Linked DNA regions of Mus musculus: region 2 is linked to region 1. A link is a contact called in public HiCAR-type data. All regions are on one chromosome and are shown on one strand. The core of a region is the stretch at or near the end of the contact, and the rest is flanking DNA. Distances in the headings are between cores, read along the strand shown. Region 1 overlaps Mxi1 (MAX interactor 1, dimerization protein). Region 2 has its middle 29 kb from the start of Dusp5.

Evidence for each region. HiCAR-type assays count read pairs that join an accessible place to other places.
Region 2: a contact with region 1 is called in a HiCAR-type map of embryonic stem cells, with 3 times the contacts expected there. The contact joins two enhancer-like sites. A contact is called at or near these places in 1 of 115 datasets of contacts at active chromatin or transcription factors (embryonic stem cells) and 2 of 9 other capture datasets (adipose tissue and liver).

What each region holds. Positions count from the first base shown.
Region 1 is chr19:53,367,691-53,374,472 of GRCm38.p6, reverse strand. It overlaps Mxi1 (MAX interactor 1, dimerization protein), which reads right to left. Exons shown (of 6, transcript NM_001008542.3): 4 at 4,817-4,931; 5 at 4,112-4,283; 6 at 1,180-2,900. The coding sequence ends at 2,737. Among named protein-coding and RNA genes, the nearest start is that of Smndc1, 20 kb to the left of the region's middle. Within about 2 kb of position 4,087, at least 28 of the 459 cell types and tissues checked have an H3K27ac peak or open chromatin away from gene starts, as enhancers often do. A contact at or near this core is called in embryonic stem cells, where this site is marked.
Region 2 is chr19:53,554,563-53,561,344 of GRCm38.p6, reverse strand. No RefSeq gene overlaps it. Among named protein-coding and RNA genes, the nearest start is that of Dusp5, 29 kb to the right of the region's middle. Within about 2 kb of position 3,909, at least 89 of the 459 cell types and tissues checked have an H3K27ac peak or open chromatin away from gene starts, as enhancers often do. A contact at or near this core is called in embryonic stem cells, where this site is marked.

The DNA of each region.
Region 1 (6,782 bases), core at 2,838-5,337:
CAGTTTTAAAGAATATACATACAGGCATTAGAACACCCTAAGTAAGGTTAACGAGGCAGTGAGAACTGGTAGGCTCCATTGCATATGGTGGCAGAAGAGATTCCCAAGAGGACATCTTTGTGATGCTTGAAAGTAGTTATCAGCTGTCAACACAGGGAAATACTACAGTCGAGTTGTATTGAACTAGAGTAGATATCTGCTAAACTGTACAATAGGAATGGTAGCTGAAATTCATACTGCTATTCTAATATCTAATATAAAAGCAAAATACATTTGGAAGGCAGTTACCTAAAGATATGGGCACTCAAGAAATTTTCCCTTCACAGAGGGCACTGAGCAGGTATCCCTCAATCTGGTTTTTACTTCTTGCATAACTAGTCTTTAAGCCAACCTGTCTTCTAGAGAGTTAACATGTAGTCACAAAATCCACCCATGTCCTCCTTCCCCAGCAGCATATTTGATGTGATGTATGTGGAGGTTTGTAATGACGGCTTGCAGCCCATCATCCTGTATAAACACAAAATGGCCGCATACAGAGGTTGCCTGAATGATGTTCCAAATTTCAGTCCTGGGCCAAGATGATGTGGGTCAACACCATGGGAACACAAGAAGAAGTTGTAGTTGGATGGTGGTGGTGCACACCTTTAATCCCAGCATTTAAGAGGCAAAGACAAGTGGATCTGAGTTTGAGGCCAGCCTGGTCTGCTAGGGCTAGAAAGAAACCCTGTCTCGGGACCACCCCACCCCCAACCCTGCTCTTAAAAAAAAAAAAAAAAAAAAAAAAGGAGAATAATGCAGCCACTCAATGGCTTCCATTTACTTTCCATGGTAAGGACAAACTTTAAGAGAAAGCTCAAAGACAGCCAATACACACACACATCTTACCTGTCTGGGAGTGACTGCAAGGGAAACCAGAGGGTTTCTGCATTCTGTCCTCAGCACCTCAAGTGCAACAGGTTTCAGCCGAGTGTCTGGAGGCATGCAGTGTTTCACAAACAGCTACTTCAAAGAACCTTTTCATTCAGACACAGCCCAAGCAACGGCGAAGTGCTTTTGCAGGCACAAAAAGAGCACTGGGTAGTGTGTGCTGGGACCTTATGCATGACCAAGGCGGTATGTTTCTTGTATGGAGACGTGCTATCCACGGAAGATAGCTCTGACATTAACACACAACTCGACTGCACTGCTAAATATGGTTGTTTTTATTTTCTTTTTCCTTGCCCAGCCCTATCTAAACATAAAATAAAACTACAGGACTGAAATTAACAACCCATTAAAATCAGCAATAAGTTATGAAAATCATAAAGCTTTTTTTTTTAAGTAATTAAGGGTAGTTAAATTATTTAAAGAATACAAAGTCCAAACAGCTTGGGGTAAGGTCTCCAGCAAGGCTTCCCAGGGAAAAGCAGTGGCCCAGAGGGAAACCTGAGAGTTTGAAAGACAGAGGGAACACATGACATCAGAGTGCAGGCTAGAAGTTCCACTTAGAAGATAACATTTCTGAAGGGATTTGTAAGAGCAACAATAGCACCCGCACAGTGGGATTGTGGGGGAGGAGACTGCCTGTAGAAAATCTTTACATTAAATGAGACAAGTGCTGAACGTAACTATGTTAACTAGGATAGTATGTCTACTATGGATATCAGATGGTTAAAGCTGGTAAAAGGGAGTGGTCCTAAAGAAAACAAAAACAGCATTGACCTCCGTCTACCCAGCCCAGACCTCGTCCGTCTGTCTGTCCTGCGCACTGTGAAGAGTGAGGCGTGAGGTGTTTATCATTATCAAATGCTGCATCAAAATAGATGATTTCCCCACGTGGTTTATTCCACTATAAAAGACATCTATGTTTTTACTTATGGACAAGCTTTAAAAAGATGTCATTTTGGTTTTCAACACATACAAACAGTTATCAAAATCTCAAATAAAAATGCTGCGGTGGCTCAGACCTTGGCTGCTATACTGCGTGCGCACCTCCTCAGCTCCGCGCAGACACCGAGGCACACAGAGCTTTTCCTCCTGTGATTCAGGCCGTCATGCATGGGCTGCCCCTACGTGGCCGAAGGGTGGCGAGCGGGTGGTCGGCTGCTCTAGAGCTAACAATGCAGGTAAGGTTAGCTGGCTTAGCATGGAATCCAACAGAAAGCCGGGCTGCGTCAGGGCCTCTTTCAAAAGGCTTCATGGAGTCTCTCCTTTTGTAGAGCACGATATGAGCTTTTTAAAAATTCATTTTGTTTAAAAGAACTGATCATCCACAGGCTTCATGATAAACAGAGGCTGAGTTTTAATAGCTCTTCAGCTATCTGAGATTAATGCCTGATTATCCTGCCTTTTCCTTACTCTAAGTGTGATTTTGTTTCTAGGGCCAAGAAGCTCGGGAAGGGTTCATAACCCTATCCTTAAATGTCTGCTCACCACCACAGAGTGAGCAAACTGCAACAGGAGAGTGAAGTCTCCATTGTCTCTCAAGTCAACCTGGTCAACTCAAGATAATCACGCGCATGGTTTCTGCTGCCGTTAGAAACTGTACTCTTTCCAAATATAGGAATATTTGTTCTACCAGGGAGGCTCTACCCCACTTTTCGTTAAGTATTTGCTTAAATACAGGTCTTCTGACCGTTTTGTTCAAGTATAGTTTTTAGTTTTAAAGAGGAGACTGCATCATGAACCCAATTTGAGAGCCGGTGTTGACTCGGCCCAGTGAGCGCTCCGCCCTGCACTGTTAGGCCATGCTGGGTCCTAGGACGCGAAGGAGAGTTTGACACTGGCACTGGAATAACCCTCGTCACTCCCGACACTCTGCAGGCTGCTGTGGTCGTCAAGGTCACTGATGCTGGTGGTACTGACACTGTCTGCTTCTCCATGGGAGAACTCTGTGCTTTCCACATCCACTTCAATCTCCTCTGCGGGAGGAAGAAAGAGAAAACAAAGGGGGGCATTAATAATCTGCATGTGCACTTTCAGAAGTTAGAGAGGTTATCCAGCAAGGTTATCCGTGCTCTATCAGGGACTCTCCTGCAAAGAGCAATCTGGTATACAGTGGTGGTCTTAATTTAGGCAGCAAGTTTACTAAAACCCTTTTGACGCCAGTCCGTCTAGACCTCCCACTAAAAGCGCTTGGCCTGTTTGGGAATTAGTACTTAATATTAAAAGATCCCAACCCAAGTGGTTTAACAACATCTGTTTTACATTAAACCAAAAACTAATTCACAGCTCTGTTTATTAATCAGGGTTGCTTTAAAGAGGTTGGGGTCATGGAGAAATAAAATTAAAGATAGAAAATTTATGTTTAGGCATCCGAATTTTTTGGTGGTGTCAACTCTCTATCATAGATCATAGGTGGATCTATGGATTTCTATGGATTCATCAACAAATTCTGAATAGTAACTAAAATAAGCTAATCATAAAGTAGGTTTAAGGGGTTTGCTTTTGATTTTCTTGCATGAAATATAGCTTCAAGCCATGTCCCTCTCTCATGGTAAGAATTCTGCATTTTCTTTCTCTCTTTCTTTCTTCCTTGCTTCCTTCCTTCCTTCCTTTCTCTCTCTCTCCTCCCTCCCTCCTTCCTTCTTTCCTTTGAGATCTGTTTACTTATGTATATGAGTATACTGTGCACTGTGGCTGTCTGCAGACACACCAGAAGAGACACTAGATCCCATTACAGATGGTTGTTGAGCCACCATGTGGTCGCTGGGAATTGGGAATTGAACTCAGGCAGGACCTCTGGAAGAGCGGTCAGTGCTCTAAACTGCTGAGCCCTCTCTCCAGCCCCCAAGAACTTGGCATATTTTAAACAGAACTTTTTCTAAGTCTAAAATTTATTTCAAAATAGAAAGAATGTATATACATATATGAAAAAAAATTGTGGTTCACAAAGGCACTGCCAGAGAATGTTAGGGTGCACAAAGCCCAAGCTGGGGGCTGGGAGTGCGGCTGGGCTCACTCTTCCTAACCTAGCACATGCTACTCGCTGGGTTTGCTCTCTAGCACCAAAACAACAGAAGCTAGACGACAGTACTACATTGGTTAGTGAGAGCCGATGCAGTGTCTACAGTCTCCCCGCCCCCACCCGTCTCGGAGACTCAGGACTTCCTTAGAAAGAGAAGCTGCCTACCTCGCTCTGAATCCGAGCGATCTGAAGAGATGGTTGATCCAATGCTGTCCATTCGTATCCGCTCCATCTCCTGAGGCCCCTGCAGCTGTTCCAGTCGCCGCTTTAAAAACCTCTGTTCTCGTTCCAAGTTCTCTAGCTGGTGCTGGCTCTTCCTCTCCGCTTCTTCAAGTTTCTAAAATGAAGATGTTTTATTCACACCTGTAGTCCAGTCTAGTACAGTAAAACTAATTCCTGCCACAAATACACATATGTGGGTATGTATGTACCCTTGCATATATAAATACTGAGAAACACTTGCGTTTTAAACATAAAAACAGTGGTCTTTTTCCTGTATGGATGCTATGTTACTTGAACAAATGAAGTGAACTATAAAAGTCTGTGAGGTAAGTTCCACAAAGAGAAACCTCCTGCAATGTGGTATTCAGTGGAAAATTACTGAGAGATAAAGCCAAATAACAGCATCTCCGCCAGAGGGCGCAGCTGCCTTCCTTCAGGGTATCGGAAAGACCTTCCCCAGCATTCTCAGGTCTAGATGGCCACGCTGTAAATTTTTTTCATTTATTCGCATCATGCTGCCCCACTGGATCGCTGGTGAGATTTTACAGCCGTTTCTCTGGAGGGCAGTTAGTGAAGAAGAGGACGGTCTAGTGAGCTGTACACGACACACACAGGAATCAGTGCAAATATGGAAAGAAAGATTCTCACCTTGATGTGTGCTTTGGCTTTGTTGAGCAAACCGAGTGTTGTGTGCCTGGTGCAGTCTGGGCCCAGCGGGATCAGAACTTTCAAGCGTTCTAAACACAGGCGCAGGTGAGCTCGTCTAAGAAAGATATCAGCCAATCAGCACAGCCTGGAGAGCCACTAGACACACACAGCAACTTTGAGCTATTAGCCAACAGCCATATTTCACTCCCAACTTTTTAAAGTACCTGCACGGTAGTGGCGCCGACCTCCCGCCCCACCACTCTGCCCTGCAGACAGAAGTCACTTTAGATTATCAGCCCCCATGAACTCTGTCAGACAGCGAATTGTCTAGGCCGCTCCATAAGCTCCGTGCTGTGCTGTTACTAAAGCAATCGAGCTTGGTTTCCCAATGCCTGAGAGCACAGGCTGGAGTACCGGTTTCAGCTACGGTACCTCAAGGAGCTATAAAACGCACTAAGGTTTCCACCTCCTTCCACCTTTTAATTTTACAGACACACACAGACACACACACACACACACGCACAGGCACGCACCCACACTGTTCAGTAACCGCAGCCATCCCAGAGGGCTGGATGTTGTTTATGTAGAGGCAGAAGGACGTGAACACTTCCTGATCTTCAAACATTTTTTCAGTCCTTTATAAAACGTCAATTTCATGTCCAGCGCAACATGGACGACAAAACTGTGCCTGCGGTGGTGGGTTTCACACCTGTGTTGTGAGCGGGCTGCTGCTCATTCCTTTCCCTTCCGCCCTCATGAGCTACCCTGTTTTCCCCACAAGGAACACAGGTGACAGAATTACTTGCTTAAAGTCCCGAATTCTCCGACAGACCATTCTCTGGGAAAGTCAGAGGGAATTTCTCCTGGAAATGCTCCAGGAGAGCCTTGTACACTTGTGGTCTCCAACTATGACCATGTACATAATGGGAGGTGCCAAACTCTGCTGCTCTCCACCTTTGAGTCTGTTCTTTACCAAGCGCTAACAGTTCAGCAGGGGGCTGTAGAGATGGCTCAGTGCTCAGAGCACTGACTGCTCTTCCAGAGGTCCTGAGTTCAACTCCCAGCAACCACATGGTGGCTCACAGCCATCTGTGATGGGATCTGATGTCTTCTTCTGGTGTGTCTGCAGACAGCTACAATGTACTCATATACATATACATATATATAAATCTTAAAACAAGACAGTTCAGCTGCGTGCAGCACGTGGACTCCTTTGGGGCTGTAACTGAACTTCTACAACAGTCTCAGCTGTATCAGGGATAACGCAAGCCCCCCACTTTCCTCTCAAAGGGGACTTTGAGTTTTAATACACAACAGTGATGTCAAGTGACAATTTCCAGTGCAGGAGTTGAGAGAGGGGCGGGAAAGGTGTAAGTGGTCACCTGTGTCACTGACAAGCAAGGGTGATTGAGGGCAGTGAGGTCAGAGGTTTGGCCAATAAAGGCAGGCCCAGCCACAATCATCAAACAATCAGAAGCGAATTTCTAGTCCTTTTACCGAATCTGCCATCTCAAGTCTAGCACTTGACTCTGCAACTTAATGCAGATAAAAGACTGCTTCGATTTCTCTGTATTTAACAAGTTAAAGGCTGCTCTGCTCTGCTACCTACCTAAATCTCTCCGCTGAGGAGCTGCACACGAGCAGGCTCCTCTTGCTAAGCAGACCAGAATCACCATTAAAACCACGCACCATGTGAAGGCGCCTTCGGATTCTACAGTAGGATTCTACACTGTGGTTTCTGCCTAACTGCGCTCCATAAGACACGGCTCGAGGGTGACACACATGCTGGCCATTTTCTTATTAATTAGAGGCTCTGCTCTGAATTCAGCCTTCTACAAAAGAAAGCAACCAGAAAAATGAAGGAAGTATGTCAGAGGAACACTTCTGCCGATTTTGTTCAAACTGCTCAATTCCAAAAGTTTGTCCGTGCAGCAAATTATCTTTTAACATTTTAGGTTTTTTTTTT
Region 2 (6,782 bases), core at 2,660-5,159, 190 kb before region 1:
CCAACACCAGATTGTAGACCTATGGGCTCTGGTTAGCTTGTTTGATTTTTTTTTTTTAAATAATTTTACTTTAAAACACCATTTACCTTGGGCCAGAAAGATAGATCAGCAGTAAAGACACTTGCCTCCCAAGCCTGGAGGACCAAGTTTGGTCTCTAGAACCGGCAGAAGGGGTGGAAGGAGAGACCTGACTTCACAGAGTTGTCTCTGTCCTACATATGTGTGGTGTCACACATGCCCCACCCCCATAAATCATACAAACTCATGATGGTAATAAATTTTAAAGTATTAAATTACTACATAGCTGGATTACTGGGAGGTTTTCGGCACCCTCCAAGAAGACTCTGTGCCAACGCAAGTGCTTTCCTTGTCCTGTCCTGGACTGACTTGTTTGCACAACCAGACCAGCACAGTACCTAGAAGTGTGCTACGTGTTTTTGTAGTTGGATGAATAGATGGAAGGAAGGGAAAAGGACTCCAACCTGGGAATGTGAACGCTCCAATCCAGGCTCTACCACTATCTATGTGTCCAAGAATGTCCTCTAACTGCTGTCAGCCTCACTCTTCTCGTGTGCAAAACACATTGTTGACCCGTTCTTTCTACAAACATGGCAACATCCATAGACACAGTTGTGGATCAAACATGGAGAGAGGACCCCTGCTGTCTCCTTGCCCTGGCGGCAGCCTCTTACTGATGTGTAACAGTTTCCTCTGAGATTAAAACATTCCATCCTCTAGGGGTGCTCCTCAGGCAAGGAGGTAAACAATTAAAAAACAGCTTCAGGAACTCCCTGAAACTGACCAGATTGAGTAGGCTCCTCCCTCCCAGAGTAAACAAAGTGGCAAGTCCCTTTTAGAAGAAGCAAAGCCTAGCAGCACAGAAGACTCACAGTGGAAAAGAGACTGAGACCAGACCTGCTGCCTGAGAGAAGCAGAAACCAGCCTGCTTGCCTGGAAGAAATTTAAAGCGACTAAGGCACCTGGAAGGGACATTCTCCTAGCTGTTTTTACAGTGTAACGTGCTCCAGGTTTTCTGGCTTTTCTGAGCTGTCACCCACCCTGGGGTGGACTTTGGTGATGCAGCTGTCTTTGAGTCATTTCTGCTCCTTTAAGTAACCCCAATAAAACTTATTGGTTCATCAAGTTGGACTCTGGTGGTACCAGTACTTTGGTCTATCATGGGTTCCCTACTTGGGGTGATGAGACAAATGTGTTTCCTCTCCTCAGAAAAAGTTTTGTCACACGACACTTGCATTTGAGCAAATCTAGGCATTTCCCCGTGTTGCATTATGCGTTTGGGCACTGTTGTGATGTTTACAGGGGAGAGGTAAATGTCATACGCTCTTTGCCCTAAGACCCCTCCACACTCAAAGATGGAACAGCGTTCATATTTCTTATAAATAGGTCACTACAAGGATGAACTGCACATGGATGCTGGGCTATGGGTCCGGCTTTCTGCTAGGACTGCAACTGTATGGGAACACTTCCTGGCTGCATGTTGTCTGAAACTGACTTAACCTCTCCTGGATAGGAATGATAGCTAGTGGCTCCCCTCACCCCGTTGTTGGAAGGTGACAGATGGCTGTGTGATCTGAACTCAGCCTTCATGGAGAGCCCATAGGCTTCCTGACAGCGTTGGTTGTGTCTGCTTTCACTCCTTCCCTCTGTCCATCACCCCAGAAATACTTTTATTTTTTAAAAAAAGAACAAGAACAAATTGTTCTGTTGTTGTTTTTTTTTTAAAAGACTTTTTAAAAAATTATTTATATGAGTACACTGCAGCCGTCTTCAGACACACACCAGAGAGGGCATCAGATCCCATTACAGATGGTTGTGAGCCACCATGTAGTTGCTGGGAATTGAACTCAGGACCTCTGGAAGAGCTGTCAGTGCTCTGAAACACTGAGCCATCTCTCCAGCCCCAGAAACAGTTTTTTGTTTGTTTTTTTTGGGCTTTTGGTTTTGGTTTTTTGTTTTTGTTTTTTGTTTTTTGTTTTTTGTTTTTTGTTTTTTTGAGACAGAATTTCTCAGTGTAGCCCTGGCAACTCTGGAATTCACTCTGTAGACCAGGTTATCCTTGAACTCAAAATTTGCTTAAAAGCATATGCTACCACTGCCTGACTCCAGAAACAGTACTTTTAACTGGAATGTGGTCCCTGCCAGGAGAATTGGCAGCAAACTCGTGAAGTTTAGCTGAGGATGGTAGTTTAGCCTGGTCATAATAGTTCATGCCTATAATGGTCATAATGGTTCATGCCTATAATTTTAACACTAGGGAGCCTGAGGCAGGAGGATTGTGAGTTCAAAGTGAGACAGGGCTACCCAGGGAAACCTTTATTTAAAATGGGGGATGGCAGTAGCTTAAAATGAAGAGCGTGAAAAGGAATTTCAGGAGCTGGGGAAATAACAGAACTTGGATTTGGGGTGCTTTCTACATCATTGAAAACAATAACTCTTGGAAACTTCAGTCAGGGGCAGGAGAGATGGGCAGGTGCACACTTGTTCACGAAGAAGACCTGGGTTCTATTCCAAGCATCCACATGGTGGTTTACAGCCATCCATAACTCCAGTTCCAGGGCATTCGAAGTTCTCTTCTGACAGTATGTATGACAGCACACTCACATACACGCCAGCAAAACATTCATGAATAATAATAACAATAACAACAACAGCAATAATAATAATAAATGCCAGCTTGATGGTGGTGTCACATGGCTTTAATCCTAGCATTTTGAGTCAGAGGTAGACAGATCTCTGTGAGTTCGAGCCCAGGTCTACAGAGCAAGTTCCAGGACAGCCAAGGCTACATAGAGAAACCCTGTCTAGAAAAAAACAAACAAACAAAAAAAAACCAAAACCCAGCTTCCAGTTCACTGTCCTTATTTAGTCGTTTTTCTTATAATTCCACGTAGAACAATCAATCCACTTTCGGGAGCCGTGGTACCCACTATAAAAGGAGGAAGATGGAGATTAGGGTCCCAGAGCCCTTTGAGTTTCTGACTCCTATGAATTTGGAAGGTGTGTATGGGAAAGACTGATACCCCAACTCCGACCCCAACTTGTTAGCATTCTGTCTAAACTCCATCTCACAGTCATCTGGCAACAGCCAGGTATGCTCCTCCCCACAGTTACCTGGCAACAGCGGGGGGTAGGCGACCCACTATAAAAGGCGCTGCCCCCCTCCTCTTTCCCTTGCTCTCATGCTCCCCCCTCTCTCCCCATTCCCTTCCCCCCTCTCTCTCCACGTGCTCATGGCCGACCTCTGTTTTTCTCCTCTACGCCCCCCACCCCTGCCTTTCTCTGCCTCCACTACCCTCTTAACTCTCCTCCCCACGCCCTAAATAAACTCTATTCTGTACTATACCGTGTGGCTGGTCCCACGGGGGGAAGAGTTGACTCCGCATGGGCCCGCTGAGACATCCCCTTCCCCATACCTCACCACACCCCTATAGAACATATCTTATATCGCTTTATCCTTTTATAAACACGCCACAACTCCCGTGCCCTCTCAACCATAGCCACCAGGACTTCTACTCTAGGAGCTACAGGGACAAGTCCACGTGGATTAGGAGGGGACTCCTTGAGAGTGCCTGCCTGGAGACTGGGGGTGCTAGGATGGGGGTGGAATGCTCCTTCCTGCAGCATCTGAACCCCGGGGCAAGGCTAGGGACGTCCCCTGCATGGAACCCAGGAGGAGCATGTGGCACAATCACCAGCCCGGGAATGCAGCTCAGGCAGTTCCCACGGGCTCCCTGCTCAGGGTGGGACCCCTTGCTTTGGCGGGGCCATTGGAATCACACCTGGCAAAATATTAATTACTGTTGCTTCCAAGGTCCCACCAGTCACAGCGGTGGCAGGCCCTGCCCAGGAAGTCCAAATAATCGGCATCGCTGGTATTTTAGTCACCCCTGTGGGGAGTTGGGTCACCTGACTCCACAGCTGCTCCTAGGCAGTCTCTGGCAGAACCACTTCCCGGAACCCTGCGGAAAGCAGGGGGCCTAGGCGGGGCGCGTTGGATTGGGGACGTGGAAGACTTGGGGGAAAACTTGCCATCTAGACGCCCCCTCTTTAATCCTAGCAGCCATACTTTATTTTACCAAAACAGGTTGAGAAATCTAAGAAAATTGCCCGAAGTCCCAAGCTGGCAAGAGACAAGGCTGGGACACTTTCCACTAATGGCAGGTAATTTCACAGGCCGGAAAAACCACTCCAGCCTAATCAGCGGTTGAGCATATTGAGAACGTGAGAAAGCAGTGGGCAGAAGAGTGGAATAGGGATGACACTAGACCTGTGTACACGCCCTCTTCTGGTGGCATGGAAAGGACCCCTGGAAGAGAGAGGGTGGGGGAAGAAGGGAAAGGAGGTGGGGAGGGTCACCTTACATTCCCCTCCTACCCTCTCTGAATTGTGGGAATTGAAGCAGACAGCTTCCCCAAAGCCCATTGAGATAAACTTCATTAGCAGCGTTAAAATGTCAATGAGTTAACCATTAGCATTCCAAATAATAATTCCAGATTCCGAAGTGGTTTTTGTTAAAGGATGTTCATAATTTATAAACACACGCCACTCTGTGAGCCTCCTAAATCCAGCTGTTAAGAAGGGTGATTGTCGGGCTGGTGAGATGGCTCAGTGGGTAAGAGCACCCGACTGCTCTTCCGAAGGTACGGAGTTCAAATCCCCGCAACCACATGGTGGCTCACAACCATCTGTAACAAGATCTGATGCCCTCTTCTGGAGTGTCTGAAGACAGCTACAGTGTACTTACATATAATAAATAAATCTTTAAAAAAAAAAAAAAAAAAAAAAGAAGGGTGATTGTCGATTGTTAATAACAGCACAAGGTAGGGCACACAGCTATGTACACAGACCCTAACAGCTGTTCACAGGAACTTAAAAGAAAGGGGAGAGAATGAGGGAGGAGGGGAAGGAGGAGGAGAGAGAAGAGGGGAGGGGGGAAGGTGAGAGGGAGGAGGAATCAAGGAAGGGCTACATCTAATGCATAGAAACCAGACTGACTGGAAACATTCAATACTGACAGTGGGTGTCTGTGGGTAGAAATTGTTTTTTTTTTTGTTTTTTTCTTTTTTTCCTTTCGTTTTCTGGGACAGGATTTCTCTGTGCAGCCCTGACAGTTCTGGAACACTCTCTGTAGACTAGCTCCTTGAGTGCTAGGCTGGTATCAAAGGCAGGCACTGCCACCATTTAGAATGAAAACTACCTGTACCTTATTTGAAAGAGAAGCGTGTCACACTCGTGTCATACACCAGTGGCCAAGAGCCCCTTGCCGGCATCTACTGACCATCTGGCACTGTGCAAACCTCTCTCCTTAGATTTCTTTTACATCTCCACAGCATCACTGAGGTGCCATGGTAGAGGACCCAAAGCCCCATCCAACAGGCAGGACTTTGTTCTGGATAACAGGTTCCCCTCCCCCAGCCCTACCCCCAGACCCCTACCCTCCAAGGCCAAGGGCAACGCAGCAGCCTTCAAGCCTAGTGCAGCAGATCTGGGTGCAGACCAAAGATAAGCAAGCCTGCTTTTCTAGCCCATGGCCTGGCTCCTAGACTCTAAGGGCCCTCTGCTGCCACCGCCTTCGCTGTACCACCTGGCCTCAGTGGTAAACCATTCTGAGCCTTCACTTAGGTGAAATGTCCATTTCACCTACTTGCTGCTCTAGGCCTGTGTATTTTTAAATTTTTTTGCTTATTTTTTTCAATAAGCTGTCACATCTCAGATCCCCCTATGTTGTGAACCCTTCTGCTGTTTAAGATCGCCAGGGTGTGTTCCTATGGCTTTGTCAACTTAAGTCTCGATTCCCAGTCAGTCACTTTCCAGTATTCCAGACCAGCATTCCAGTCAGACTGCTCATCGGGCCCTGTGCCTCCCACTCCTTTCCTAAGTGTGATGGAAATGTCCTGAATTTCTAGAAAATAAACCACAATAGCATTCTTGAAAACATTCTCAGAAGCCGGAGACCTACCACCCACTCTGCTGCCCTGGGAACCTGGAAAGCCATGTTGTGAAGGGCAGGAAGCCAGGAACAGACCAGAAAATGGGGTGTGGGGGGGAGCTGATGCAGAGGGGAGAGGAGAGTGCAGGGGTGGGTCAGCCTCCCTGGCACTTCCTGCCAGGCACCAGACTCCTGACTCAGGGCCTGCTACCTGCCTTCCTTGACCTTGGTCTCAGACTTGATTGTCTGAGAGAGGAAGCTGTGGTGGGTTGGACCCCCAACGCTCCTTGCTGGTCCCTTTCCTATGGTGGGTAGTGACAGCTTGTTGACACATCCATTTGCATGAAACTGTTAACTGCCATAAAGGAAGACTATGCCCTCTGCACCCTGAATCCCTGATGCCTGGAAGGATGGGATGGGAGATGACTGGGAGACAGACTGGATGAGGGGTCATGCTGTCTCTAGCTAAGCAGCGTGTACCATAAAACCTAGGATCTTCCCAGTAAGTCTTGGTGAAGTCCAATGGCCATGGCCTTCACTGATAAATTGTACTTGGAACTCTGGCTACTAACCCACAAGCAGACTCCTCTTTTCTCTCTCCTGTGCCTCATTCTCCTCATCTGGAGGGTAGGGTAGAAAAACTAGGGAAGTACCCGGGCCATGGCTGGTGGACCTCAGGACAGTCTGGCAAGCTTCCTCCTCCCACACTTCGTTCTGACTCAATCCTTCCTGTTCCTCACCTGGGTAAAAGTCCAGAAATGGGCAAAAGGTTAAGTACACTGAAATCTCCCAGCCGGATGAAAAACATTAGCAGTCAATACCAGGTTTGCCT